Linked DNA regions of Mus musculus: regions 1, 3 and 4 are each linked to region 2. A link is a contact called in public HiChIP or PLAC-seq and promoter capture Hi-C data. All regions are on one chromosome and are shown on one strand. Each heading gives the region's core, a stretch centred on a gene start, on an enhancer-like site or on the middle of the called end of the contact. The rest is flanking DNA. Distances are from core to core; before and after follow the strand shown.

Region 1 (3,384 bases), core at 193-2,692, 260 kb before region 2:
AAAGACAATTTTATTAGACAAAACAAAAAACAAAAAACAAAAAACAAAAAAAAAACAGAGCAGGCAAACTAAATTTCAGTTTCAGCCCCTGCCTAGAAAAAGAAAATGGACAAGAGGAAGAAAACAAACCTGTCATTGTAAGCAGTCACATAGTGCAGCAGAGGGAGGGATACTTCAGAAAATAATAGAAAGGCTCCAAGTAACAGAAAAAGCATACTTTGGCTCTGTCCAGTGTCCTCAGATAAAGATTTAAAAAAAAAAAAAAAAAAAAAAAAAAAAAAAAAAAAACGAAGGGGAGGAGGAGGGGGAAGAGGAACAGGAAGAGGAAGAGGAGGAGGAGGGGAAAAGTATACCTTAGTCAGGACTCAGAAGGGCAGACAGACCTGCCCATTCTGGCACTGACTGCCTGAACTGAACAGAATCAGGTTTCTGAAAAAGTACATTATCTATCTCATTAAAGGGATACCGTCACCAACTCCCATGTCTTTTACCACGGTATTAAGTGAACTTGCATTCTGGTGGGGTGGTCAGGTGATTGGCTGGGCACAACTGGATTAAATCTCACGATTGCTCGGTCTTCAGCCAGGCTAGAGGTAGACTCCATCCACTCCTTTGACCGAAGAACAGTCTTCCAGTTGGGGCTTCAACAAAGCTTTGATCAAGGGTGTTGTAACACCCTCTGCAGAACACAGCTGCCTCTCTAGCAAAAGCAATTAACATGTCCAGTTCAAAGTATGCTAAGCAGTCTCGAGCAGTTTGTCCCATGAACGGAAACGGTTTTCAAGAAATGGCTGAAAGGAGAAGACTTGCACATGTCACCATGTGACATTCAGGGCAAGATGGACTATAGAAGTGTTAGGGACAAAGACAAAAATGAACAACTTAGATCAGGGAAGACAGTGGCAAAGAGGCACCAAAATAGCACACAAAGGTTAATAGACAACACCACCATTTCCTTACTGAGCTTCAGTCTACCTTCCAGTTTTTAGTTCTAAGACCAACAGTTTGTGTTTTTTCAAGACGGACAGAGTTGACAGGCAGATGTTCTGGCGGCCCGGCAACAGCTGTGCATGAAGGAGCCAGCATTCAAATCTAAACCTTTCTTTTTTTATTCTTCCATGCTTGAAGGAAAAGAAAACTGCGTGGGAAGGAGGGGATTCTCTTGTGGAGATGTAGATACCAAAACCAACATGAAAGATGAAAACAAAACCCTGTAGGAAGTGGACAATGAATACCACGCCTAGGAAGGTGATGGGTTTGCCGCAAAGGGGACTGGCCATAGAGGGCAGCAGTCCAGGGAATGCTTCCCGGCATGGGTCTCACTGGAGAAGCCCCAGGCTTCGACCAACAGGAACACAACGAGTGGACCAAACCTCCTACAGCCTAGACAGGCTCCAGCACCCCTTGGAGGTGGGGCGAGTGGTCGCTTCCGGTTCCGGGCGCAGAGGACCCACGTGTTCCGACCCGCTGGGCCCCGCGCGACTCGGATCCCGCTCGGCTCTTTCGGCCGGGAGTGGGTGGGGGAGCACCGGGCAGGGGAGGAGCCGCCGGAGCCGCGGGAGACGTGAGTGTCGGGGACCTGGCCGGCGAGCGGGCACCGCAGCGGGCGGGGAGGGAAGGGCAGGAGCATTGGGAGGGGCAGCAGACCCCGCCCCCCCGGCGCCGGGGGACAGCGCCTGCCAGGGAAGGGGTGGCGGCGGGGTCCCCGCGGCCTGGGCGTTGTAACCATGTCACCTCCTCGCGGCCAGAGCCGGGACGTCCGGAGACAAGGGTGGCACTCCAGGCTTCTCTGCCCAGCCACCTCCTTCCGCCCCCTCTGGGGGCCTGCGGACATGCACTGTGCCCCTCGGATTGCGTCCATACCAACCGCTCCGGTGCGCTAGAAGCCAGTGGGGTGTAGCCTAGGCCCCTTGACGCCCACCTTCCCCTCTCTTCAGACTTTTCACTCTGCATCGCACATTGCTCCAGAGCCCTCCCTGCAGGTTTTGCCTTCCCTCCTTCCCAGCGAACCCCGCCCCCTTCACATGCGATCTTATCACCTGTGATCCTTGCCAGTCCTTGGCCGTCTAGCGTGTGGCTCTCACCTGGCTTAGTGACAGGCTCAGAACTTCCCTGTAGAGCTAGAGGCTACTGTCTGCACTGTCTGAACTTCTTTCTTCCTACCCCTGACAACCAGCTCGGGGACCTCTTCTCCAGCTCATCTCACCATCTGCGGGACTTTCCATAGTGGACTGAAAGTTTGCTAGTTTTTTATTCCATGGCCGACCTGGTCCTCTCACACACTTTCCCCTGGGCTGTGGCTGTCTCGTATTCTACACATGGATAGCGCTGTCTTTTCTCTGTGCAGAACTCCCCAAAGGGAGATCTCTAGGTCCAGCTTATCGTCTTGGTCGTGGTTAGGAGTGCCACATCTAGGGTTTTGCTGTCAGGTTATTCTGTCCATAGTCTACAGGTGAAAGGCAGTAGGGAAAGCTTGGGGCAACGAAGTCACAAGGCATCTCTCTGTGCAGCTTTTTCTTTGAAGCAGCCCCATGGACCTTAATCCAGAAAACAGTTTCAATGAAGTGTCAGGATGGCTGTGAGAAGCTTGCTAGGAGAAGCAAGTGACAGTGGGATATTTGGAGGCCATCAAATATCTTGAGTCACTTTCTGCTATTGCTGCCTAACATAAAAGGGTTAGGAGGAAGGCAGTACATTTTTCTTCTAAGACAGCTGCTGACCTTTCCTCCTGTCTCCTATGTACACACCCTTTGCATTCTACCTGTATAATTGCAGGAGACAGTCATTCCAAGGCCACTGCAAGACCTACATCACTATTGAGGGACTCCTGTCGTTTCAGAATATACAGGTGTGGTGACTATACCACTCAACACAGGCATAAAACAACCCTAGGCTTTCTGTTTTATTTTCCTCTCCTGCCTGAATGTCAGCGTTGCTGGATAAGTTTGTGCTTTTCTGCATGAAACCTCAAATTTACTTCCTTTGCCCAGATAGTGGGTATGGAGTTTATCATACATGAATCCGCATGTAAGACTGAAGTGGTGCTCTGTGTTCTGTATTGACCATTTTGAGAAACACTATTTTTGGCCAGACCTCCCTCTTGGTACCTGCCTTACAGAGGTTTGAGGACAAAGACTTGCAAATACTAGTAGTGTTGACTAATCTTTGATGGGTGATCTTACCATTCGAGTGTGAGTTATTTATGATATTACATGCTTTTAAGACAGAAAGCCAAATGCTCTATTATCTTTTGTGGCATGTTAAGATGAAATACTGATGAGGGTTTGTTTCTGGTTTGGTTTGGTTGCTTGCTTGCTTGTTTGTCTTAGGACAGTGTCTCTCTATATATAGCTTTGGCTGTCCTGGAACTCACTGTAAAGACTA
Region 2 (3,256 bases), core at 598-3,097:
TTGTTTTTTTTCCTAGCTTCATTTGTCATCATTTGAGCCCCTCTCTCCTCGGCCTTTTCCTACATCTCCAAGGTTACCTTTTCTTGTACAGTGACTACAGATGACAGAGTGTAAATCTTCCAATGGCTCCATCACTTCCGTGTGAATGAAACTCGCATGTCTCAGCTGCTTCCGTTATATGGTTAGTTGGTTCGGATTTGGCTTGGCTTGGCTTGGTTTCATTTAGGTTTGGGGTTTTTAAGAGGTCAACCTTTCCGTGTAACCTCCATGTATCTCAGACCCCAAGGATCCTCCTCCTCTTCTTCCTGAGTTCTAGGCCTACAAGCAGGTGCCACACAGCTTTATTTATTTATTTTATGTTGGAAGTGCTAGGGGCACCTGTATGCTAGGCAAACTTTTTAAAAGTGTCCTATCAAGCTTAGCTTCCACACCCCTTCATACCCTGGAGACCCCCTCAAGATCCCCACACTTGCTGGTGTCACTTTTGAGCTTTTGAGACCCACTCAATAAGTGATAATGAACGAAAGTGAAATGATAGGGTGAATGAACTCCCATTAGTTACCACCAGCAGCAATAACAGCAACACCCCGCCCCCTCTAATAGTACAGACCTCTGCTAATGGTCATACCCCGAGTCCAGAAGTAAATTGAAGAGGGGACATGGTATCCATGAGTAGCGGGGACTCCATGCCACCATGGGCAACTTCCTGAAGCAACACACACACACATTACCCTGTGAGCTTCATGCTAGTTCTTGAATGTGAACAGCAAACATCTCCCTAGCAAAACTGAAGCTGGCACGGTGATCGATCGTGAGATGTGTCCGTGATGTGGTAGAAAATGTGAATACGTCACCTCTCCATAGGCAACATGGACCTGTACCAGCAGGGTAGTGTAGGAAAAAGAAAATGACAAAAAGTGAAATGGGATTCGGAAGTCCATGTGGAGGCGTCACTTAAACTTCTGTCACTAGTCTCCCGACACCTCCACCTGTACAATGGAATCATAGCCTAATACTATCTACCTAATTTCTCCAAATTCCATCCTCAGGTGAAGCCCTCACCACAGACAGTAGTCTGCGCACAGTAAGGGCTTAAGAGATAATAAAAGATAACACTGTATTGGCCATTTTGCTGTGAGGGTCAAGAAATGAAACGCAGCATGAACCTATGTCAAACACATCAAGTAATGTAAAGTCCCTAGTTCTAGGCTGTGTGGTAGCCCTGGTGCCCTGGCAGTGCCTGAAGACGCCAAGGTGACGCGATAAGCTCCTTCTTTGATCCCGGAAGTTTCCACCAGAATGCCCTAGGGTCCTAGACCGCCCTGGGGAGGGGCGAGAGGTTCAGGGGAAGACTGCTGGAGAGAAACTGGAACCTACCTGCTTTCACTGCATTCTTTCCGCTCCCTCACCCTCAGCCACTTGCGGAGCAGGAAGCGTTTTCGGCGCGGGGACGCACTGGGTGTGGAGCAGTTGGACCACGGGGTGTCCTCGTCGCTGGAGGGCGTAATCTCAATGGACGGCAGTTGCAGGAACTCCTTGCCGGGGGCCAGGACGCCGGGTAGGTCCGGGGCTACCAACCCCGCCTCCAGGCTCTGCTCCTGCACGTTCTTCATCCGGCGCATCTTAAAGCGCCGGCGGCGAAGCGTGGGGGTGGACGAGCTGGACCACACCGCGCTGCCCTCGGGTGCGCCCTGAGGTTCTGGCACCTGCAGGGCGGGCAGCTGCAGGTTCTCCATCATGTTGGCCGCCGGCATCGGGGTCCCTGGCCGCTGCTCCGTGCCCTCCGCCTGCAGCCTGGCTCGAGGCTTCCTCTCTCGGCTCCCTACCCTGGGGCCCGTGGCACTATCCCCTCTCACGTTCAGCGGGAGGCTCGAGCCTGCCAGTAGATCAAGTTCCTTTTCCTGGAGCGCCGCGAGGAGGGGACTGAAGGGGACGCCGCCTCCTGCGGTCTAGAACTTTAAGAAGCGCGCTTCCTCGCTCAGTCCGACGAGGGAAGAGGCGACCCGGGACGCAGTGACAGTCGCCTGCCAAGCTTTGCCACCCGGCTGCCCTCCTGGGGCTCCCCTTCGCGTGCCCGTGTGTTTGTCTTCCGCTGCGCCCGCTTGCTCGCTTGCTCTCTCTGCCGGTGTCTTTGCCTTAGCGGGACTCGGCGGCCCCGGACCCCAGGGAACTGCGCAGCAAACTCTCAGTGGTTTGCGTTCAGCCGACTGCGTTGGGGAGCCGGCTTGGCGCTGCAGGAGAGTGGAGGACTGGAAGAAGAGGCGGTGGTAGGAGGGAGAGGAAAGAGAGAGAGAGAGAGAGAGAGAGCAAGGGAGACACTAGATAAAAACAAAAAAAGGTGGAGTAGGTGGAGGGGGGTGGGGGCTGAGGAGGGAGTGGGTTGCTAGCCTGAAAGGACACGCACAGGCAGCGACAGCCAGCGACAGCCTTGTAACTGTACACGGAATCCCTTGGGGAGGGACTATACCTCCGAGTCAAGGCTGCTCCAATCAGCCTAATGAAATAGGAGCACAATCCAAACTTTCTCAAGGCAACGATTGGCTAAGCAGCTCTGGTTAGCAAACTCCCTGTTTTTTTTTCCCCTGGGGGAGGGGAATCAATGGATTTAGCCCTCCCTCGCAGACCACCCAAGATACAGGGTTGAAGGAAAACTGGGTGACTTTTCAGCCAAATCTCTCTCCTAAGAAATGCGCGTTCTCCGAGTTGTTTGGAGTGCTGACCAGGAAGACAGGGCATACATAATCAGAAGGAAAATGGAAAGTTCCTGGAGGCTGCTTCCAAAATGGCAAGCTGGGAAGAAAAGACAGTTCTGTAGAATAAGCTGAGGACACCAGACACGGACACAAAGACACACGATAGGGTGGAAAGACACAGGACACACAGGACCATTAAGGGAAAGATACTGGATACATGGTGTGTGGCCTGGCCAAAACTATAGCCCGATTATAAGTGAAAGGCAAAGAGGCTGAGAGAAGTTAGCCGGTGCACCACCCTCAGAGACTCCAGGGAGTCAAGTGCATCCTTGGACATTCCTGAGACTGTGTGATGCTGCTTCATCTTGCTGGGGAATGGGTTGGGTCACACCGTTTACTGTGGCCTCAGACCTCTGAACAGAAATATGGACTAGTCCTGCCAAGTATATCAGTGTGCTAGAGGCAGGTGAACCCTGAGAGGTGGGATGTAGAAGTGATCTGCTTTAGGAAGACATTCTGTGTTGGACTGAGCTTGCTGGGGTACAAGTTTAACACTCAACGAC
Region 3 (3,133 bases), core at 46-2,545, 330 kb after region 2:
GAATCTCGTAGATCAATTTTCTATTCATTTCTGCAAATTTATTGGATTAGTGTGATTATTCAGATAGTCAAAACAGAAGCCCACGCCTTATAATATACCTATCTGCAACATGTACTGGGAGAACTGCGTTTAAGAAATTCACATTAAAAAAAAAAAAAAAAGAAGGAAACACATTTTTTTTCTACTTTGACTTGACTTCTTGTGTCATAAGGTTTGAACGTTGGTTGGGGAGGATTTGCAATGTGGGAGACAGAGAAAAGGGACTTTTCTCTTACCTCATCAACAGCCAATCTTCCTATTTCCGTCGAACCCTAAAATAATAACTAAGGAGGGAGTCCAACCAAGATGGGACATGATTCTCTGAAGAGCTTTCCTTTTTGATATTCAGAGGCTTGACAACAGATATCAAGACGATTATCCCGGGGCAGTTGTGGCTCTTTATTCCAATTTGACTGACTCCCCTAAAGACTTCTCTGCTGGATGTTTCTAGGAGAAACAAATACTCACTACATGTCACTTAATGAATGTCCTTAGGGACAGTCCTCTAGAGAAAGTCTCTCAGGGATGTTGAAAGATCCCCTTGCATACCACTTCCTGCTCCTCTTTCTGGGAACAAGAGCAACCAGAATTTCAAGACTGCTTGGAATAGAGAGGGAGAGTAGACCTTTCTCTCAGTAGGTCAAAGGACATTTGATACTGGCCCAAAACTTGGCGATTCTTTCATTCTAGAAGGATGCAAATGTGGGACTTTTGATGATTCTAGGCCTTAAATTTTCAGCAATCATTTCCTAAAGGCACTGAAACCCAAACCCCTCCCATGGCCCTCTCCCCGCTGAGAGGTTGAACGGTATCCTCGCTGTCTTTCTTCTCAGCGGTAGACTCCAAGAGACTTGGAAGGAGTAAACTGCCATTAGGGAGTAGGTGGTGAGCAAAACAAGGGGTGGTGGGCGGTGGGAGTGGGTTCAGCTCAAGGCTGTTAACATTTTTGGCGTTGGCGCTTGGGAAGGAATTAGCAGAAAGGATTCACTACCAGCAAAAGTATCAAACAACTCACACAAGGAGAAGAAAGGTGTCTGAGAAATGTTTAAAAAAAAAAAAAAAAAAAAAGGCAGCCTTTCCAGGACAAGTAACTTGCCTTTTAGAAGGTTTTGAAGATTAGGGCACTTAAGGCACAGCTGCTAAACCTGAATGAGCCCTTCAAAGAACAAAGCAAAGTCAGCTGGTCGTGGTGGGTGGAGCGGAGCATTTCCTATTGTTGACCAGGGCAAAGGCTAGAGAAAAGCGGAAGTGCTGTGGCTGCTGAGATGAAGTGTTCTCTGGAGCAGGACTCGGATGCTTCCAGGAAAAGGTTGAGGCTCACCACTGCCCTGTGTCTCTGGCTTCTTATTCCTACGTTTAATTGGCATAAGAGCATCCTCACAGGATGTACACACATTTCCTTCTAAAGTGCCTGGGAAATGATGCTTGCGTTAAGTTGTTTGGGGTTCGTTTGGGTGGGCTTTGTGCATGCTAAAGTGACCGTCCTAACCTGAGTTTTGTCTTCCTTTTAAAGAGGTAGAAATAAGAGACATTGAGGAAACAACACAGGTGCCTGTCCATTTGAGAGAACCGGCATATTTGAATGCTTCTTATACTAACTCTTATCTCATTGTAAGATTTTTATTTTAAGCCCCTTACTCTGATTACACTTTATCCTTCTTGGAGGATGGTATCCAAGCAACATGTCTCTCCTGCTATATAATTCTGAGCGTTCTCATTCCTGGAGTCCCTGAGCCATGCAAGCTTACCATGAAGGCTGCAGCTGCGCTGTCAGGAGCAATTTTCTCACTGTTCCCTGCCTTTGAGCATCGGATTTCCTGCCTGTGCTTTGCAAGCAGGGATCAGTCCCCTTTGTCTGAAAAGGAAATTCCAATTCTTTAAACGTGTTGTTAGAAACCAATACCACTGAATATCCAAATTACTTTGGAAACTCTTTCCAATGGAAAACTGCATTAAAACACGCCAAACATTATACTGGGAGCTGAGAAATTCTGAGAGATAAGGCACTGAAGTCTTAGTAACGACAGAGCCTCAGCATCAGCCATTCGCGGTTAAATAAGACAGAGAATGAGCTGAAGATGGAGCAAAAGCCATGACTGGCTCCAAACCTTATTCCATTGACTTTGCAAACCAAGCCAGCTGAGTCTTTAATGTGAAACAAATAGAAAAGGAAAAAACAAAAACAAGCAAACAAACAAAAAACTGATGGGCAAAAGCAAAAAAAAAAAAAGTAATAATAAATGTTTGTAAGAAAATGCAGGAGGAGGAATGTGTATGTTTAAAGAATAACCGTTTCAATAAAATATATAAGCCAAACTGACATTTGTAAAATAGTAAGATTAATGTTTTTGTTGTCATCTTGTACACAAAGCATTTCAGAATTGCTGTTCCAAAAGGTATTTATGGTATGTTTCGTTTCTGGTACTATGCTGTTTGTGTGTCAGTCTGCTGTGTTGCCTTGTAAACCGGGTGGTACTTGTCACAAAAGCAGTTATTGATTGTAAGTCCATTTGTAACAGCAATGAGAAAATAAATAAGGGACGGTGGCACCCAAGGAGGAGCTGGGGCTATTTAACCTGCACAGGATATGTATGTATGCCTTGCTGCCAGAAGAACAGAACTCGGACCGTATATGATTAGTGATTGGTTTCAGTCACGAGTTTTATTTAATTCAGTTACCGGGGTCTAGTTAATCCCAAAGATGAGAGGAGAAAGACCACAGGCCCAAATCATCATGGTCAAGTTAATTACAGCAGACAAGTAATTAAAGCAGGCTGCCTCATCAGTATATGAAATCCTTTTTTTCTTCTCAAGGCAGAATGTTAAGCATAAGTGTCACAGAACTGGCTGCCCTGAGGGACTTTGAATAATTGTGAAGCAAGTATTTTGTGCCAAGACTAAGTACCAACAGAGAATCCTACACTGTGGGATCTGAAAAGAGAAGTGACTACTGAGAGTCACAGAATCTGCAAGTAACTTTTCAGAAGTCCACATAGATCTAACAGAAAAAGGTGACAGGCTGGTGGCCCGGGCCTGGAATCTTTGCGCTCAATAGGAAGCAGGAGTTCAAGTTCACCCAGTTTGGGATAGTGAA
Region 4 (3,030 bases), core at 78-2,577, 300 kb after region 2:
ATACAATGAAATACGGCTTTTCCCTTTGTTTTTGTTCATTCTCTGTGTTTTGCTTTTAGACAGGATAAGTCAGTGTAGCCCAGGCTAACTTTGAAGTCACAGTATTCACAGCTTTTTCCCTGCTTCAGGCTTGCAAATATCCGAATGACTTTACTTTCTAATACCTTACTTTCTTACGTATATCCGATGCATCCATTCTCCTGAGGCTTACTGGAGCATTCTGGGTAAAGCAAAATATGGGGAAACTCCTCCCACTCAAGGTTAGTGAATACTAAATGTCCCCTAACCATTGAAAAATGTTCTCACTCAATGGAAGAAAGGGAGGCTACATCTGTGTCGCCCACTAGAGGGCACTGTACTGTATACTGCACAATGTGAAAGACCAGACTTTCGATCCCTGCCATGGGATGCTCTAACTTTGTAAACTCTGATCTACACAGGCTGGTAAATTACTTGGATGATAACTCCTACACCAAGAGCTGCGGCCTTGCCTAGAGCCTGCTTTGACTATACATTCAGGGGTCATTTCCTTAGTTCATTACTCGGAGCTTGGGAACATGTAGGGAGCCTGTACTCATGGGGTAACCTTTCAGGAAGAGCAAACATGGGTGACTAGGGACAAGTTGTCCGCCTTGGGCATTCAATGAGCTTTGGGAAAGTAGTAAAGTCTTATTTAGGAAGAAGAGAGGTTAGAGGTTGTTCTTTGGTCACGGCCCAGCCCACTATCCCTTATGAGAGGGGCGGGGGATATGAATATGTTTTTTGTTAAAACTCCTTCTTGCCTGGTCTTTTTGAAAAAAAGTCTGGAATGATCAAAGGAGTCCAATGAGACCCAAGGTTTTAGAGCGCAAAATCTTAAGCTAATCTTAAGCAGCAAGTACACGAAGAATTAGTCCCACCTTACCATGGAGGAGCACGGAGGGAGCGGTTTCCAGGGCAGCTGACCCCAGGCCGGGGGATGGGGGTGGGGGAGTGGCTGTTGATAACGCTAAGGCTGAGAGGTTCCCACTAGCACCTTGTTAAGTGTCTGAGTTGCCCGTGAAATCCCCACTAGGGAAAGCCCAAGGCTTCCAGGAAGGCGTTTTGCATATACACAAGAAGCCTCTTTCCAAACCCCGCTTCCTATCGATAAATACTGCAGCAAAAATTTCAAAAATTCTTCCCTTCCCTGAACCCCTGCGACTCACTAGCTTGGCCAGGCTGTGATCTCCTCCTAAGTTATACCGACTGTAAGGGTTTCTTCGCCCTAAGGTTGATCCCTGTTGCCCAGGAAATCCTATGCTAGCAGCCAGAGGGTGGCTGGACCTGCCCATTCCCTCTCACCCACCAGATGGCAGGCACATGCTAAGCAGTTCCCACAAACACTACCGAGGGCCCTGCCAGCTCAAACTGTAGATTCAACATATGGTAAAAATTATTTCTTAAGATGACCAAAAAAAAAAAAAATCCCAGAAATCTGGTAGCATCTTGGAGTTGGGGGGAGGGGGGAGGATGGTGGGGAGGAGGTGGGGGGGGGTCGGGAGGAGGGAGGACGGGGACTTAAGGTTCAAGAAAATAGGCAGATCCGTAGGCTCTGGTTGACACTCCCTGCCTCGCTGAAGTCGTTTGTATTCACGAAGGCACCCTCCTGGCGCTGCTGTATTTAATTCTGGATGTGTTATAAATAGAAGCTAGAGAGCGCAGTGTACACCGCCCACCACCTTGTTCCGGCCCTCTGGGGACATCGTCCAAATCTGGGCCTTTGTTTCCCTCTAGTGGCCTCCCTCAGCAAGTCTCACAGCAGAGCCTTTGCATTTGTTTATTCTGCATATAGCAAGGGCCTCCTGGATGCACGAGGGTGGTGTACAGTTCTTGAGCTTTGCACGAAGCTAAGACAACTCTGCGGGTTTCAGCGGCGAATGAAAGCTAGCGCATCCTCGGCCAAGCCCAACACAGTACAGTGCAGTCAGTTTCTCCGCTTTCCTGAGGGCTGCCATGTGGGCTGAAGGAGAACCGGCAATGTTATAGAGCATTTCCACTCTAAATGATTTAACCGGACCTCATCTCACGATGTTCCTCCCCTGTGCCAAGGTTCACTCAACAGTAAAATAGGTCTAAATGCTGACTGGCTATCTGCTATGTATTCAGACTCACAAAAGCAAAAACCAAAAGCAAAACTATGTTAGTTTACAGGAAATCTTCTCACATAGGCAGTAAAAGTATGATTTTGAAAGTATGATTTTGGGCTGGAGAGATGACTCAGCAGTTAAGAGCACTGACTGCTCTTCTGGAGGTCCTGAGTTCAATTCCCAGCAACCACATGGTGACTCACAACCATCTGTAATGGGATTGGATGCCTTCTTCTGGTGTGTCTGAAGACAGCTACAGTGTACTTAGATATAATAAATCTTTTTTTAAAAGTTATTTCTATATTGGTTGCACCACATAAGCTCGGCACATACACATTTGTTCAAATATAAGTGTAACACGTGTGTTGCATTTCACAGCCTTGCACTTTGCACCACATTTGTTCTAAAAGAACTTGACATCTGGGGTACACGTGATAAGAGAGGCAAGAATCCTGGTTTGGAAGAACAGCCAGTGCTCTTAACTGCTGAACCAACTCTCTGACCCCATCTTTTTTTTTTTTTTTTAAGATTTATTTATTATTATATATAAGTACACTGTAGCTGTCTTCAGATGCACCAGAAGAGGGCATCAGGTCTCATTATGGGTGGTTGTGAGCCACCATGTGGTTGCTGGGATTTGAACTCAGGACCGTCAGAAGAGCAGTCAGTGCTCTTACCCACTGAGTCATCTCACCAGCCCCTGACCCCATCTTTTTAATTTTTTTTTTTTTTTTACCCCGGGTGGCCCCAAACTTTTGATTCTCCTACCTTAGACTCCAAGTGATGGGATTAGGGGCACATGGACGTTAGAGTTGACCTTTGTTTTCTCTATTTTAAAGACAGGGTCTGACTGTCATGCTCAAGTTCAAGTGACCATCTAGGCTCAGCCTCCCAAGTAGCTGGGCTTATAGATGTGTTCCAG

What was found. Promoter capture Hi-C pulls out the DNA fragments that hold promoters and counts their contacts. HiChIP or PLAC-seq counts read pairs in DNA pulled down with a chosen protein or histone mark.
Region 1: a contact with region 2 is called in a promoter capture Hi-C map of the HPC-7 cell line, with 2.2 times the contacts expected there. The contact joins the promoter of Zfp202 here to the promoter of Gramd1b in region 2. A contact is called at or near these places in 2 of 39 promoter capture datasets (the C10 cell line and the HPC-7 cell line), 1 of 115 datasets of contacts at active chromatin or transcription factors (memory CD8 T cells) and 2 of 9 other capture datasets (adipose tissue and liver).
Region 3: an H3K27ac HiChIP or PLAC-seq map of extraembryonic endoderm stem cells shows a contact between it and region 2, with 4 times the contacts expected there. The contact joins the enhancer-like site here to the promoter of Gramd1b in region 2. A contact is called at or near these places in 4 of 39 promoter capture datasets (the C10 cell line, the HPC-7 cell line, hippocampal neurons and 1 more) and 4 of 115 datasets of contacts at active chromatin or transcription factors (bone marrow-derived macrophages, embryonic stem cells, extraembryonic endoderm stem cells and 1 more).
Region 4: a contact with region 2 is called in an H3K4me3 HiChIP or PLAC-seq map of stem cell-derived neural progenitor cells, with 4 times the contacts expected there. The contact joins the enhancer-like site here to the promoter of Gramd1b in region 2. A contact is called at or near these places in 5 of 484 Hi-C or Micro-C datasets (the Ba/F3 cell line, bone marrow-derived macrophages, erythroblasts and 2 more), 15 of 115 datasets of contacts at active chromatin or transcription factors (bone marrow-derived macrophages, craniofacial prominence, effector CD8 T cells and 10 more) and 1 of 9 other capture datasets (macrophages).

What each region holds. Positions count from the first base shown.
Region 1 is chr9:40,190,874-40,194,257 of GRCm38.p6, forward strand. It overlaps Zfp202 (zinc finger protein 202), which reads left to right and starts at 1,443. Exons shown (of 7, transcript NM_030713.2): 1 at 1,443-1,564.
Region 2 is chr9:40,453,917-40,457,172 of GRCm38.p6, forward strand. Gramd1b (GRAM domain containing 1B) reads right to left here and starts at 1,848. Exons shown (of 20, transcript NM_172768.2): 1 at 1,378-1,848. The coding sequence starts at 1,754.
Region 3 is chr9:40,782,961-40,786,093 of GRCm38.p6, forward strand. Clmp (CXADR-like membrane protein) reads left to right here. Exons shown (of 7, transcript NM_133733.5): 7 at 1-2,359. Among named protein-coding and RNA genes, the nearest start is that of Hspa8, 17 kb to the right of the region's middle. Within about 2 kb of position 1,296, at least 171 of the 459 cell types and tissues checked have an H3K27ac peak or open chromatin away from gene starts, as enhancers often do. A contact at or near this core is called in the HPC-7 cell line, bone marrow-derived macrophages, embryonic stem cells and 3 more, where this site is marked.
Region 4 is chr9:40,756,189-40,759,218 of GRCm38.p6, forward strand. All of the region lies in intron 1 of Clmp (CXADR-like membrane protein), which reads left to right. Among named protein-coding and RNA genes, the nearest start is that of Hspa8, 44 kb to the right of the region's middle. Within about 2 kb of position 1,328, at least 182 of the 459 cell types and tissues checked have an H3K27ac peak or open chromatin away from gene starts, as enhancers often do. A contact at or near this core is called in the Ba/F3 cell line, bone marrow-derived macrophages, embryonic forebrain and 6 more, where this site is marked.